Linked DNA regions of Mus musculus: region 2 is linked to region 1. Evidence: chromatin contacts called from public Hi-C data. All regions are on one chromosome and are shown on one strand. The core of a region is the stretch at or near the end of the contact, and the rest is flanking DNA. Distances in the headings are between cores, read along the strand shown.

Evidence for each region. Hi-C and Micro-C count contacts between places; a contact is called where the count stands out from the background.
Region 2: a Hi-C map of Sertoli cells shows a contact between it and region 1, with 7 times the contacts expected there. The contact joins the promoter of Rnf181 here to the enhancer-like site in region 1. A contact is called at or near these places in 4 of 39 promoter capture datasets (the 3T3-L1 cell line, the C10 cell line, cranial neural crest and 1 more), 1 of 484 Hi-C or Micro-C datasets (Sertoli cells) and 3 of 9 other capture datasets (adipose tissue, liver and pancreatic islet).

Annotation. Positions count from the first base shown.
Region 1 is chr6:71,932,783-71,935,424 of GRCm38.p6, forward strand. All of the region lies in intron 12 of Polr1a (polymerase (RNA) I polypeptide A), which reads left to right. Among named protein-coding and RNA genes, the nearest start is that of Polr1a, 25 kb to the left of the region's middle. Within about 2 kb of position 1,324, at least 131 of the 459 cell types and tissues checked have an H3K27ac peak or open chromatin away from gene starts, as enhancers often do. A contact at or near this core is called in Sertoli cells, adipose tissue and liver, where this site is marked.
Region 2 is chr6:72,361,144-72,363,785 of GRCm38.p6, forward strand. It overlaps Rnf181 (ring finger protein 181), which reads right to left and starts at 1,289. Exons shown (of 5, transcript NM_025607.4): 1 at 1,098-1,289; 2 at 269-396; 3 at 1-83. The coding sequence starts at 1,222.

The DNA of each region.
Region 1 (2,642 bases), core at 74-2,573:
GAGAATATTAATCAAATAAAGAGTACAATAAGAGAAGATGAAGTCCTCTCAGCGTACACAGTGTGGGAGCAGTTGGGAATTTGGGGTGAGGGGATCCCTTGCAGGTTTTGTGTCTACACTTGTTTCTTGTCTGTAGTTAATGGAGTTCTTTAGTCCTGAGAAGGAGGCAGATTTCAGAGCCTTTACACTGAGGAAATAGGCAGTAAGCAGGTAAGAGTAAATTGAAGAGTAAATCAGAAATGGCCTGCTGCTCTTGGAGTATAAAGATAAGTCAGAGGTGTATCGGGATGCTTCCTCACATGGCCTGATGACTGCTGTGGACTCAGGTGGGGACAGGCAAAGGGTGGTGGGACAGGAGCTCCACTGAGGGAGCGCGCCCAGCCGCAGTGTGCTAGGCACTTCTCGTGAAGCCAGTGAGAGTTCTTCAGGAGCGGTGAGGGTGAGTGCTCGGGGCTCAGTTCTTCATCTTCCAACTTGGGCCCGAATCCTCAGCAAGTTCAGAAGGCCACCGATCACCTCTCACCGCAGCTGGTCAGCTGGCTCCATCTCCTCTTGGGGTTTGCAGATGTTGTTTCTCTGCCTTCCTTGTGACGCTGGAGCTGAATCCTGCTGCTCCTTCAAGTCTCAGGCCAGCCCTCTTTCCCTAGGGTCAGAGTAACTATTTCAGCCTTAATTGGTCTTGAGCTCTTACTATATAGTGTGAAAGCCAGTGTAGACAAATGGATGTGCATCCAAAAATATTTACAAAACCAGGTAGCCAGGCTGCAGACCGTATTTTACTACTCCTGAAAAGCGTGTGTTCCCCAGCACACGTAGTGTACCCTCCCTCATCCTACCCTTGCTTCTTGCTCTCACCACATGGTGCATCCCTATGTATGCACCCATCTCTCTGTTTGAGTTCCCCATTCCTGTGCAAAGACAGAAAACACAAGGGGTCCTTCCATCAGGTCCTAGGACTCAGAATGTCACATTGTCAATAATGTTATGTACATAGAGGACGCTTTGACATAGGCATGCATGCACTTCTAAGGGCTGGGAGAGGTGAACGGGAAGGAAACTAAAGATGAACTTACAGGTTAGGTCGGGGGGAAGGGTTGGCAGAAAGGTTATTGTAGTTTCTCTGTGATGGGGGTAACCACTGCCCTTTCCCCTGAGGCTCAACAAGAAGGAAGTGTTCAGGATAACCTAGGCTTGTTTCTCTGCCTGGCTGCCTGAGCAGCCTCTGGCCCCACGCCTGCCCCTGCAAACTCTTAACCCGGGCACTGGGGCACACTAATTTTCACCACAGTATTTATTTAGTGACAAGAGAAAGGAAAGGCCTTGGGTTTGGGTTGGCAAGGGGAGATTTCTGTTTGGATTGGCAAGTGCCTGGCAGACTGGCCTACATCTCTTCCCAGCTGCAGTGAATTTGCTTACAATGGATTCACTAGTCTCAGATTCTAGGCCCAACCTGGGCTCTTGGGACTGAGCCACAGATCTGGGCAACTTTTCCCTTGAGACACTGAGGAAAGAAAACCTCAGGCTGTGTGACGCACAGAGCAGCCAGTGCCCTGGGCAGCTGCTCAGAGGACTCCTCAGAGTTCAGGTCTCCTTGGAAACATGCAGGACTCGCCTGTGGGGGCAGGAAGGTTGGAATTCCTCAGGCAGCCAAAATACAGACTGCTTATCTTAGGGCTGCTACCCTGCTCCAGCCAAGGGAACTTTGAGGAGAACTGACAAGGACTGTGGGGGGAGGGGGGCATGTCTTCACAGCCCAGCTGACAGGCTTACCCTGGTCAGCTTCCCAGTGTGCCCTCACAGGTGGGCCACAGAAGGCTTCAAGACCTGTTTCCTCCTGCTTCTTAACTCTGTGACACAGATGGGACTAGAAAGAGAGGTGATTACCTCTGGGTCCATATCCTCTGGGCCCCTTACCTTTATGCAGTTTTTGTTGTTTTTGGGTTTTTTTGGGTTTTTTTGTTTTTTTTAATATGTCCTTGTGGTGTGTAACGTCAGCTTTGAGGAAAAGCTGTTCTGTCAAAGGAGCCGACAGGCTGGGTTTAAAAGGGCAAAGTGGGATCAGTGTTTGTCTTAAAAGGGAAAATTTCTTGTAAAAGGGAAAATTTCTTGTGCTCTTTTTATTCTTTAAAATTTGTATCTTCTGGTTTTCGCCCATCAATGAGCATACGACTTATGCAGTTTTTTGTTTTGTTTTATTTTGCTTTCTTACTGCATTTCTTTATTTGGGAAGAAGTCAGGGATCCACATGCCAAGGCATGTGTGTGGAATTCAGAGACACTTGTCTCCTCCTTCCATCATGTGTTCTCTCCTTCTGTCACGTGGGTCCCAGCGATCAAAGTCAGGTGTCAGGCTTGGTAGAAAGTGCCTTTACCCACCGAGTCATCTCTGGCTGGCAGAGGCAGGAGGATCATAAGTTTGAGACCAACTTTGACAACACAACAAGACAGTATTTACTAAAATGTTTATGCAGAAGTAATATGTGTTTTAATATGAACAATACTAAGATCTGGGGCGGTTAAGATGTGTTACTCAGTGCCTCAACGCCTTTTCTTTTAAGTCCACACCCCAGAGGCCTAGCAGTGAGTACCCACACGCCTTTTCCTATGTGCAGCTGCCCTAGATGTAGTTGATTTCCAGTCGTT
Region 2 (2,642 bases), core at 39-2,538, 430 kb after region 1:
GGAATGGAAGAGATGATGGCAGGGCATCTCAATCACAGTCTCCTCCGCCTCAAATTCCAAAAGGCACACGGGGCACTTGAGATCTTGAAGAGGAAGTGTCGATCAGGAGAGCAGTTAAGGCCCAACCCAACCTCCCACTCAGACACAGGCTTGGCCTAGAACACTAACAGGCCAGATTGTTGGTGGCTAGGGGGAGTCGGCAGGCAGGCAGGTCTGGCTTATCTGCCCTAAACAGAAAAAAAAAACAAAAAAGGCCTTGTGTCCTCACCAGCCTTGGCGCTACTGATGACTGTTCTAGGGAGGCTCTCCACCACAGCCTTGGCAGCTGGTGGGGGAAGGTGGTGTTCCCAATCTACCAATCCCAGGTCCTCAAAGTCCATCCTATTAAAGAGTGATCTGAGGGAGAAAGTATAAATCAGAACTAAGGAAATCATCTAGTTCCGGCCCCCATAATCCACTGGGAAATACCTGTCCTGGCTAAAATAGTAATAATAACGAATAGTGCACAAGAGCTCCTCAGTAGGGTGGGAGCCAGAGGTGGTGGCCCATGCATTTAGTCACAACACTTGGGAGGCTGTGAGTTCGAGGCCAGTCAGGGATACATAGTGAGATTGTCTCTAAGCAAAACACACACACACGAAACAAACCCACCAGCACAGCTCTCAATCAACCCCGGCTCGCTTTTCCCTTTTTCTTTCTACCTCCCAAGTAGTTGGATTAAAGGTGTGCACTATCACTCCAGGCAACTTTCCCATTTTACTAGAAATAGCAGTCTCAAAGAAGTCGTTCAGGAATAAGCCAAAGTTGATTCCAGGACAGCAGTGAGTTTCTCTCCTTGCTTATTACTAGCAAAACACTACCCAGTTTACACACTTGGGCACAGGCCGTGTCCGCCCCCATGACAATCTTGTCCCGTGCCTCCCTTTGCTACACCCACCCTTTCTATCTTCGTCTTTCCCACGATCCCCTGGCGGGCCCTACTCATTAATAGCCCAAATTAACGACTCCGACTCGACTAATCGCGTCGCCCTGACTAACATTATTTACCCCACCTCCCAGGTTAACCCGCCCTCTCCGCCAAACCCCAACCCAGAAACCTGCCGCCCGGGGCCCAGCTCCAAGCCCCGCGCACTCTTCTCGCGAGTTCCAGCAACATATTGTTGCGGGCCTCACGCTCAGGGTTCAACGGCTCGCAGTCGTGCTCATCAAAATAAGACGCCATGGCTCCTGGGCTGCCGGGCTTGTCTGACACAGCTTTAGGTTGCCGCTGGAGAGCCGAATCCAGCGCTGGCCAATAAGCGATCGAATTTCAAGAGGAGAGCCAATCAGAGTGCTCCTGGGGTGGGCATAGTGACTCGCACACAGAGGCGGAAGTACCGATGCAGCCGCCTCTCGTTGGTTGGATAAGTCAGGTGACCAAAGACTAAAGCCAATGGGGTTGGAGAAAGAGGAAATTCCGGGGACTTTTCGGAGCCAGGATCTGAGGGCTCTCGCCGGTTTCTAGAAGTGCCAGTCCAAGCCGGAAGTATCTCTACTGTGTCTCCTTGGCTGAGTTTACCTGCATGTTCCACCTACTCCCTGAAAGGAAAATTCCCACGCATTGATTATGTTTTATGCATAAAAATGGGTGAAGGGCCTGGAGAGATGGCTCAGCGCACCCAAGTTTTAGTCCCAGCACCCACTGGATGGCGCACAACACTATTTCCAGAGGGTCTGATGCTCTGCGGGCACCAGGCAAATAAGTGACAGACAGACAGACATGCAGCAAGACACCCACTCGTATTATAAATAAATAAAGCAATCGATGGTGCATGTCTTTAAGTCTGGCACTCAGGAGGCAGAGCCAGGTGTTTTTCTGTGAGTGGGAGGCCAGCCAAGGCTAAAAAGTTGAGACCTTGTCTCAATCAATAAAAATAAAAATTAAAACAAATAAATATAAACAATAAAAGAAGGAAAATAGACAAAACCATGCATGATTAGGAGTTCAACTTGGGCAGTTTACTGTAATTCCAGCTCCAGGTAATGCCTCTTTGCTCCTCCTCCCCGGTACCTACATTCACCTGACAAAGCACACATAGTTATAAAATAAATTTTTTTGAAATTTTTGAAAAGGGGGGGAGTGACCGCCAGAGGATTGCAAACTTAAGACCAGCGTGGGCTACATAGTAAAATCCTGTCTTTAAAAAAATTCAAAGGAGAGGCATATTCAGGAAAAGAGCATTCCATAAATACCTGATTGTAATTGTCTAGTACTGTAGTGCGGCACCTCAGAGGGGCCTTAGAGTTCATGCTGAGCATCTGCTCTACCACTGACCTGGGTCTCAGAAGTAGCTTGCCCAAAGTGAGTGCTGCTGACCCACCTAGCAGGGCAAAGTGCTATCCCCCCATCTTTCTCAGAAGAGGAAGATGATAATAAACCCAAGGAAGGTAACAAGTGCTTAGAGCTCTCAAGGTGGCATACACCCATCGTCTCAGAATTTAAGAGGCCACTGGGCTTTTAGGGAAACACTGCCTCTAACAAACAAACAAACAAACAAACAGTATTGTCTTAAGCCCTGTATGTTTGTTATCTTTTTGTCAACTTGACATAAGCTAAGATCATCTGGGAAGAAGGACCCTCAAACCCTGAGAAAATGCCTCCA